Linked DNA regions of Anas platyrhynchos: region 2 is linked to region 1. Evidence: chromatin contacts called from public Hi-C data. All regions are on one chromosome and are shown on one strand. Each heading gives the region's core, a stretch centred on a gene start, on an enhancer-like site or on the middle of the called end of the contact. The rest is flanking DNA. Distances are from core to core; before and after follow the strand shown. Region 1 holds the start of TMEM254 (transmembrane protein 254). Region 2 has its middle 14 kb from the start of ANXA11.

Evidence for each region. A called contact is a pair of places that touch in the nucleus more often than the background predicts.
Region 2: a Hi-C map of subcutaneous adipose tissue shows a contact between it and region 1, with 1.9 times the contacts expected there. The contact joins the enhancer-like site here to the promoter of TMEM254 in region 1. A contact is called at or near these places in 2 of 8 Hi-C or Micro-C datasets (liver and subcutaneous adipose tissue).

Annotation. Positions count from the first base shown.
Region 1 is chr6:15,563,076-15,567,347 of IASCAAS_PekinDuck_T2T, reverse strand. It overlaps TMEM254 (transmembrane protein 254), which reads right to left and starts at 2,143. Exons shown (of 4, transcript XM_005015748.5): 1 at 1,966-2,143; 2 at 1,759-1,862; 3 at 919-978. The coding sequence starts at 2,073. The region is part of intron 1 of LOC113843944; the gene reads left to right.
Region 2 is chr6:15,673,936-15,678,207 of IASCAAS_PekinDuck_T2T, reverse strand. No RefSeq gene overlaps it. Among named protein-coding and RNA genes, the nearest start is that of ANXA11, 14 kb to the right of the region's middle. Within about 2 kb of position 2,522, at least 3 of the 8 cell types and tissues checked have an H3K27ac peak or open chromatin away from gene starts, as enhancers often do. A contact at or near this core is called in subcutaneous adipose tissue, where this site is marked.

The DNA.
Region 1 (4,272 bases), core at 894-3,393:
TTGGTAAATAGTGATTAACAACTCCTATTTTGTTGAATGTTTTATGCCTTGAGAACCACCTCAGATAGCTTCAACAGAATAAAATCCCTCTGATTCCATGAGATGTTACCCGAGAAGCTTGTGACAAACAGGGCATTAATTAAATCAAGTAGAAAAACATCTAGTGTTCACAACGGCAAACTGACTTGCCAGCTACTATATAGAGACACAAAAATCAAAAAGAAATACTAGCATGAGAAGTAGCAACGGCATTCTTCTGAATTACTACAAACTTAAGGCAAATGAATACAAGGATGATGTGTGTGGACTGCATGCCGTCTCCAAACAATTTGTTCTCCTAATCTAAGACTTAGTTGGCATTACTTTTCGAGTCTGATTGGTGAATGTTTTCCTCCACTTGCATATATAATCAGATCTTGCGTAGTCCCAAACAGAAGCATCCAATTGTATTTTCACAATACAGATAGAATTTAAGCCTCTAATTAACAGTCTCAAAATTTTGTTAACATCTGACTGAATTTAGACATCTATTTATTTTTACCCACTGCTTTCTGAAGTGCTATGTTACCCAGGATCTGACGTAATAATGAAGAACAAGAAACTATATATTATACTATCATATAAAGAATGATTCTCAAAATAAATAAATACAAAGAACAGTGAGTTCAGAGGCAGGTAGACAAGCTTTGGCAGACTTTGCTGCTGCCAGTTCTCTAAGTTGCCACCCCCCCTTTTTGCTACCCAGTACAGCAGTAACCTCTTACGGAGTACAGCAAGCTATCACTGCAGCAAGAATTTTATCAGCATCCTCAGAAACAATATTGTTGCTTATCACCACCAAAATCAGTCTGTAAGTTATGTCACTTGTATCAGAAATCCTTTCCAGAGCATTTAAGGTGAGGGAGGAGACCAACTTACTGGCATAACTGAATACCATACAGGGCTTCTACTAGGTGAATCAGCCAGGATACATAGAACCTGATAAAAAAGAAAACATGTTTTATTTTGTTGAAAATTAGGTGGAAGACTAACATATCCAAAATGCATTATGCAAGGAATATCAAGCTGAACACAGAATTGACTCTACATTTTAAGCTAGAAAGTGATGTGTTTATTATCTTAGGAGGAAAAGTATTGTCTTAAAACTGCCTGAAGTCCACTGAGAAAGTTAACAGAACACATAATGTGGCAATCACACTTGATCAGTAGTTTTTTGTATAGAAGCTTTTTTAAAAAGCTATGCAGGATATGCAGTTCAGATCAGTTCAATATCTATGCCAAAGCAATGATGAAGGCTATCATCTACATGATGCAAGGTAAAATAAGTGAGACAGTCTGAGGATTCCCTTTACATGAGAGACCTGGCTACAGGAAGTGTATTCCAGCTCTTGTTGAATAAGGTAACAAAACGTGTTTTGTAACCCAGCAAAGCTAAGCACTACACAGTGGCTTCAGCAGACTATTTCTCACATGGACAGGATAAGTTAGTAACGTACCCAGGAGCCGTATCGTCCTCCTTTCCCTTTCCACTGTAACAACGCCGATGCCAGGCTGCAAGCCGAGCGTTTAAGCTTTCAGCCATGTCTTAGCCTCTCTGGTCTTCCACACGCCTAGCACCCCCCTCCCGAGCTGTAATGAGCTCGCAGGCAGACCTCTTTACATGCAATTAACAGCCGGGTCACAGCAAAGCTCCTTAGCACAGCCTAAACAGGGAAGTCAGGGACAACAAGCGAGGTGCGATAAATCAGAGTAACTTACGCGTAGCACACCCACGTGTGGTAGTGCTCTGCGATATAGCGAAGGAAGGTGCCAAACGGTCCCAAATAGCTATAAGGTATGGTTGAGGGTCCAAGCGTTACCCACTTGAAAAAAAGAAAAAAAAAAAAGGTTAGCTCGCTGAAACTGGCAGCAGCCTCCGTGCCCCCCTCGGCCCGCCCCGCTCCCTCGCCGCGGCGCCCGCCTTACGCCCAGCAGGATCATGCCGAAGGCGATGGCGATCATCCAGAGCAGCCGGGAGCGCTGGAAGTGGCAGCTGCCATCCTGCAGCCGCTCCGCGCCCGTCCCCGCCGCCATCCCGTCGCCCTGTTCCCGGCCGTGGGCCGCCGCCGCCGCTAAGGCGCTGCTCGGGGGGGGCGGCACCGGGCGGGCGGGGCCAACACCGCGCCCGGCCCCCCGCACGTAATGGCGGCCGGGGCGCGCCTCAGCCCGGGCCCGAGCAGCGAGCGCCTCCCGGCGGCGATCCCCGGGGCAGCGGCTGAGGGCGGCCGCTGCTCCTCCCTGAAAGGCTCGGCCCTTCTGAGGGCGTTTGGTTACCGAGGTGTCCAAGCACAGAGATCCCGCGGCCCCCTGTCCCCTGTCAGTCCTTCTCGCCGTTTCTTAGGTGCTGTTGGGCTGGCGGCTGGCACTGGGGAAGTCTTTTCTCAGAGTCTAGCTGTAAAGCTTGATCATGTTTCGGCAAAGTGCCTGGATCTGTGCCTTAATGCCTAGGCTCCTTTGTGGTTTCGACACCAGAAGATGTCAGTAATTACATTTATTCACAAGTATAATCTGAATTGGAAACTACAGTTGCCAAACAGTACTGTGTGAAGTATCGAAAAATGCTGGGCTAATTTACTTCGTCGAGTTATAGGAAATAAAACTATTTCTTCACGCTTTACTTCCCGAGCCTTCACTTGCAAGAATTCTACAGTTTTGGTGTTCATTCTTCTGGTCAGTGTCACAAAGTGACTGAATTAAGGCCTGGCAGCTCCCCACAGCACACTACACACCAAAATGTCACCAAGTCCTAGCACCGGCGGACAGCTCAGTCAGCTCTGGCCAGGCCATGTTTAGATTTATATAGTTTGAAATACATATCTCTGTGTGACAGGATTCAAACAACTTCATGTTCTTTCTAAGGCCTTTCCTGTGCTGGGGGACGTAGGGATGTTGGTGTCTGACAATCAGCATGGATGCCATCACAGTGACAGGGCTCCATCGGCATTTGAGGATGAGCTCATCTGGCTTTACCCTGCTCCAGGCTACACAGATTGTGCATTGAGCCTATTTTTGTACTAGACAAAGCCACAGAAAACTGAAGAAAAGCATAATCCTAAAAAAAACAAGTTAGAAAGATATTTGCATGGAAACATGTTTCTTTCACTTGCCACACTTGATTTAGATACAGACTCAGGCTGGTAATTAAAGCCACAAGTATTCTTGAAGAATCTAAGACCACAACAGATGTTCGCTATGAGATCAACAGGTATGGCAATTAACACTGCCCTAACATGAAAATGGTGGCTGTATGATCCTCCCGGAGATCTCAAAGACAAATATGCTAGTTTAAAAGAAAGAAAGAAAATAAAAATAAATAAAAAAAAATAAAAAAGGAAGAAAAAGGTTAATAAAAGGCTTTTTCGCTGAAAGTGTGTCTGTAGGGTCCTGAGGTCTCCACCGTGACTATGTATGTAAACTGAGACAGGTTAGTCAAGCTGAAAACAATAAAATGGACCACTGCATTGTAATCCCTGAAACATACCTGTCTCATTCCATACATTGTTTATAGCACTATATCACTCTAGTAGATTTTCATATAATAAAGTTCTTGTTGTACCTAATACTGTAGAAAACTCATTCCCCCTTCAGTTTAGAAACATTTGCTATCTCTAACTTAGAGATATTGACTTATCTCACTTTCATCGGGAAGTACAAAGGGTATTTGCCAGGTAGTCTGCCTCTTTTGTTTTGTGTTCTTGGTAGATGCCGGAGACTAGATAGAGACATGTTAGCTCTTCTGTGGCTTTTAAATTTCTTAAAAAAAAAAAAAAAGAGAGAGAGAGAGAAAAAAAAGGTGGTGGTGGTTACTCTAATCCAGACTAACCTTTATTGCGTGAGTCATCCTACTGGAGTCAGTGATGTGACTGTGTAAACAGCAACTTTTTGGATAAAGAATGATTAAGGGATTGGAATCTTTTTAGGAAATTACTTGGGAACGAACTGCAGTCAACTTTAAACTGGATTTGTGGCTGGTTTAAAAGAGATGAGATACAGCCAGTGAAAGTTACTTAAGGAAATGGAATTATCAATAAAATATTTTTAAATCAGAGTTAAATGACACAATGCTGTAAAGAACTGACTGCTAGAAATGTCTGATTGCTAATTTAACTAGTTAACATACACCTTCACTCCTCTGTTATTTTTAATTTTAAATGGAAAATTAATTAAATTTAAGTTGAAAAATATTTCATTTTCTCTTTGAGATTTGAAATTGGATAAGCTAAGGAAGTATAT
Region 2 (4,272 bases), core at 1,273-3,772, 110 kb before region 1:
CTTTGAAGAGTTCTAAAACTGACGAAGTTGCTGCCTGATCAGAGAGCAACTGAAATGTGTATAGCGTCCAATTTGAACAGTAATTTCAGCTTAGAGGAAGTGAGAGTTGTACCAAGTCTTCAATGTCAAGTGTAATTTCAGTGTCACTTGGCTGATAAAAGACAGGTTAAAAGTCTACTCTTCTCCACTGCACTGGTTTCAGAGATCACCATTAGGCCTTTCAGACAGATGTTTAAATTGCATCTCCTCTTAAGCAGATAAAGAAAACACAAAACTATTCTTCTCCCTGGTTGTTTCCTTTATATTTCTCTTCATTATTTCTATGCTTTTGGTGTTGCCCATCTTTAAAAAGATCCTTGGAGAAGACTTTTGAAGATGTTAATTCCTTCAAAAACACAACTTTATTGCGATACAGCAGAGAAACAAATTTATGGTAAATCACTGGGCACATTCAAGGTCTAAATAAATGAACTTCCGGAAAATTGATCTACAGGATTCATGAAACAAAGGAAAATGCATAGCTAACCAGAGAAATTAAGTAATTTCTTCCTTGCTGTGATACTGCTTTTTTTTAACAGCTCTCTATAAAATCTGGCTTGAGGTAATGCTAAATAGGCTATCAGAATAATTTCAAGTGAAACAATGGTAAAACAGATTTTTTTTCCGTTGAGCTAGATTAGCTTTTGTTTTGTTTTGTTTTTGTTTTTCCCCTTAATAAATAGGGTATGAACTCTGGCCAATTTTCCTTTTGATTTTAACTGCTACTGTGACAACTCTTCCTAGGATTAACTTGTTGAAGTATACCCCCTGCTCTAAAATATTGTGATATTTTTTTGTTTTGGTTTTGTCTTATGAAGAGGTAGGATTTTGCATTCTCAGTTTTGTGATACCCAACGTGTTGCCTACATAATTTCTGAGAGTCTAATAATTTTAAGACTAGTGTCAATGATGGTAGTGTTGTTATTTATGTAGTAGTGGTGGTGTAGTCACTGTGAGCTAAGGGATTCTGAACAGGGATATAGTGGGATGAGGTACCTGCTTGCAGGAATGTACCCTGTAAAGAGGTAAAGGATATCTGAATGATCCAGGCTTTGTGTGGGGTGAGGAGAAGCCTACCACACTGAGCACCGTTGAAGCAGTTTGTGGAAGAGGAGTAGTGATGCCAGTTTTTAAAATTTGGTTCAGGAACTGGTGCATTAAAAATGGTGCATCTCTACTGAGTCTTTGGTGACGTGTTGTTATGAAACTTGCCAAGTGCTAGTAGAGCTCCTCCGACACAGATGATCACCTCAGCTGAGCGCATGGCCAGCTCAAACAGCGGGAAGCCGCATGGAGCCTGGGGAGAGTGCTGTTGGCACAAAATGGCGGACACCTGTCGCTCAGTCCGCACGCGGCCTGCACTGACCGCCTGCTCTGCTCACCAGCACGTCTGGGCTACAGCCCTGGTGGCCCCCCTTGCCCACGGCAATGCATTGAGCAGTATTCTGTCAGGTGTGAGGCAATGAACTGCAGACATGGTGCCATAGCTCTGGGCAGTCCGTGCTACCGCCTGCCTCTCAGTCTGTGGGGTGTGCCTGGTGCTGCTCCCTGAGATGGAGGGCGAGAGCAAGCACAGATCTGTGAGATGTGCCCAGGTGGATGAACTGTTCTGCCTGGTGGCCAAGATTCGGAAAGAGGTGGGGAGGCCAAGAAGCATCTGAAAGTCTGAACAGGTGATAGATGAATGGAGCCATGCTCTGTCTTCTCAGGTATGTACATGCTAAACCTGGCATGGCCACTGCTGAGGCAGGCCCAGCATCTGGTCTACATCTGGGTAAAGGCAGCAACTTGTGGGACACCGAGGAGTGGAAGCAATTTACTACACGGAGCCACAAGCCCTGTCTGCCTGCTCAGCTTCCTGAATAGGTACAAGGCTCTGGGAGTAGCAGACGAGGAATGTGAAGAGACAGAAGAAGATGCATCTGTGCAAGTCCTCCTTCTAAAGTCAGATCAACCAAGGACTCATAGCACGTGTACCATCAAGACTTGTGTCGTGAAGAAATCATGGCGAGTTGTATTCGTAGATGACTCTCTTCTCAAGGGAATGGAGGCTCCCGTCTGCAGACCAGACCCTCTTCACAAAGAAGTTTGCTGCCTCCCTAGGGCTTAGATCAGGGATGTTACCAGGAAGTTTTCAAGCATAATACAGACTTCAGACTATTACCCAGTCCTCCTCTTTCAACTGTGACATAGCTCCTCTTCCAAAGACATAGCTATAGGAAGCCTGAGGTCCAAAAGGCAAAATCCAATCATTTTATATCTAGGGAGTTGAAAATCCACTTTAAACCCTGAGGTGGTCACTCTGAATTCATCTCATTTCAGCAGTGGGCTCAGAATGACTCAATAGAAAGATGACAAAGGCTTCAGTCAAGAGGGCTTTCCTCCAGTTTTATACTGTCTGACTGTTGCAATAGTACAGTAGTAAATCAGCTCAGAAGGCTTATGCATACAGCTTGTGTCTTTGAAAAGCTTACTGTGTTGTCATGTGCAAAACAGGAAATGTGTAATGGTATGAATCCCGGAGGAGCTGATCCAGGGCAAACTCTCCTGACCTCGTGGAAAACACATCCATCTGAACCTCACAGTGAAACGCAAACATACAAGTTAACCACAGAAGTTAAGAAATATCTTTGCCTGCATTGTATTGCTTTAATGTGGAAAGTTTTAACATGAGAAGCAGAGCAACAAATAATGTGTCCTTCATGCCAGTGCCACCACGGAACTGTCCTCGTGGTGGTGCTCTTCTTAGAAGAAATATTGTGCCCCAGGTTGTTTTCATTTTGCAAGCCAAGCAATATTTTGCAGTGAATGACATGCTTTCAGATTTACACACTATTAGGTATTGATTCTGTCCACAAAGAGTGAGAAAAATGTAACTGCTAAGGAAAGAGAGACATGATTGAAATTAACCTGAGCAGGTACAGGGTAGGTCCTTAGATAAAACAGTAGAGATTTGGTCAAGAACAGATGTTTTGTTCCAGAAATTACTTCTTCTGGACAAGACCAGATCTCCACTGAAGGCAACCAGCCATATGTAACCGTGCACGTCAGAAAAAGTATAAGGCATTCTTAAAAATAAGCAAAACTTCACTCTTGCAAAGGTGTAAAAGTAAGATCCAGATGCTCCAGATGATGGTTCTAGCATTATCTGAGGTTACGTGTTTTAAGATAAGAGGCCCAGGATTTATTTCTTATTAAAATAAATTAAGGGAGGAATATAACACTTGGAACTCAGAAAGCAATGTGCTAGTTTTCATATAAGCTACTTGTTATAATGATTTCTTTTGAAAAGACCTAGGAATACATTCAGAGTTAGAAACCACTTAAACTTTTAGAAGCCTGTAAACTATAAAGCCTACTGTGTAGACATGTACTAAATACTCACGGACAGACTGGTACTAATCTCTTCGTTTAAAATTCTGGTTGTTGCAGTAGTGTGTGTCTTCACCTACTGATAGAAACAATATTACTTTAGGAGCCTTTCAGTTAAATACAATGCTGAAGTTATTCAGTGCAACATAAACATTTAGCTCTGCAGTTTAGTCTGTAAACATTTTAAAGGCTGGAATGTTTATTCAAAATGACCAGAGTTCCAAAACTTGCAAAGCTGTTTGCAGTGCTAACAAGGAGTAGAAAATGATGAGGTTTACACATCTGAAAGTGAAGAAGACAAAATCCCATTTTTAGCCCCCATAAACAATTATCTTCAGGTTCTGTTTCACTTCTGAGTTCCCTTGGAACTGGCTGCCTGCTTTGAGCTGATCTCAGAAGAGAATTTATTGGGATTAGAATCTCAGTGTAAATGCAGGTCCCAGTGAAAGGGAGGGGACTGATGCAGTTATTAATGGCTTTTCTATTAAAAACAAAAACAACAAAAATATGTCAGACTGAAAAAAGTGGAGGTTGATGAGTTGCTTCATGAGTAATTAAGTCTTAACCGCCATGGAAACGGCAACTTCCAGTCACACAGATGTGGCTGTAACCTCATATTTTGTCCTCCTGTATTATGATACTGCTAGTAAGTCATCATCCATATATGCAAGTAAACATGACTGTTCCTTAGTTCTTGGTTTGCTTACTTAATGTTTCCACAGAACTTTGCTAGCTCTGGCATATATGATAGTTGTAAAAGGGTTGTTTTGGTATAATAAGTAGAACTGCCTTTTTTTTTTTTTTCCTTCCTTCAATGCACTAAGCTGATAAGTTCAACCTGATCTGTAACATGATTCATAT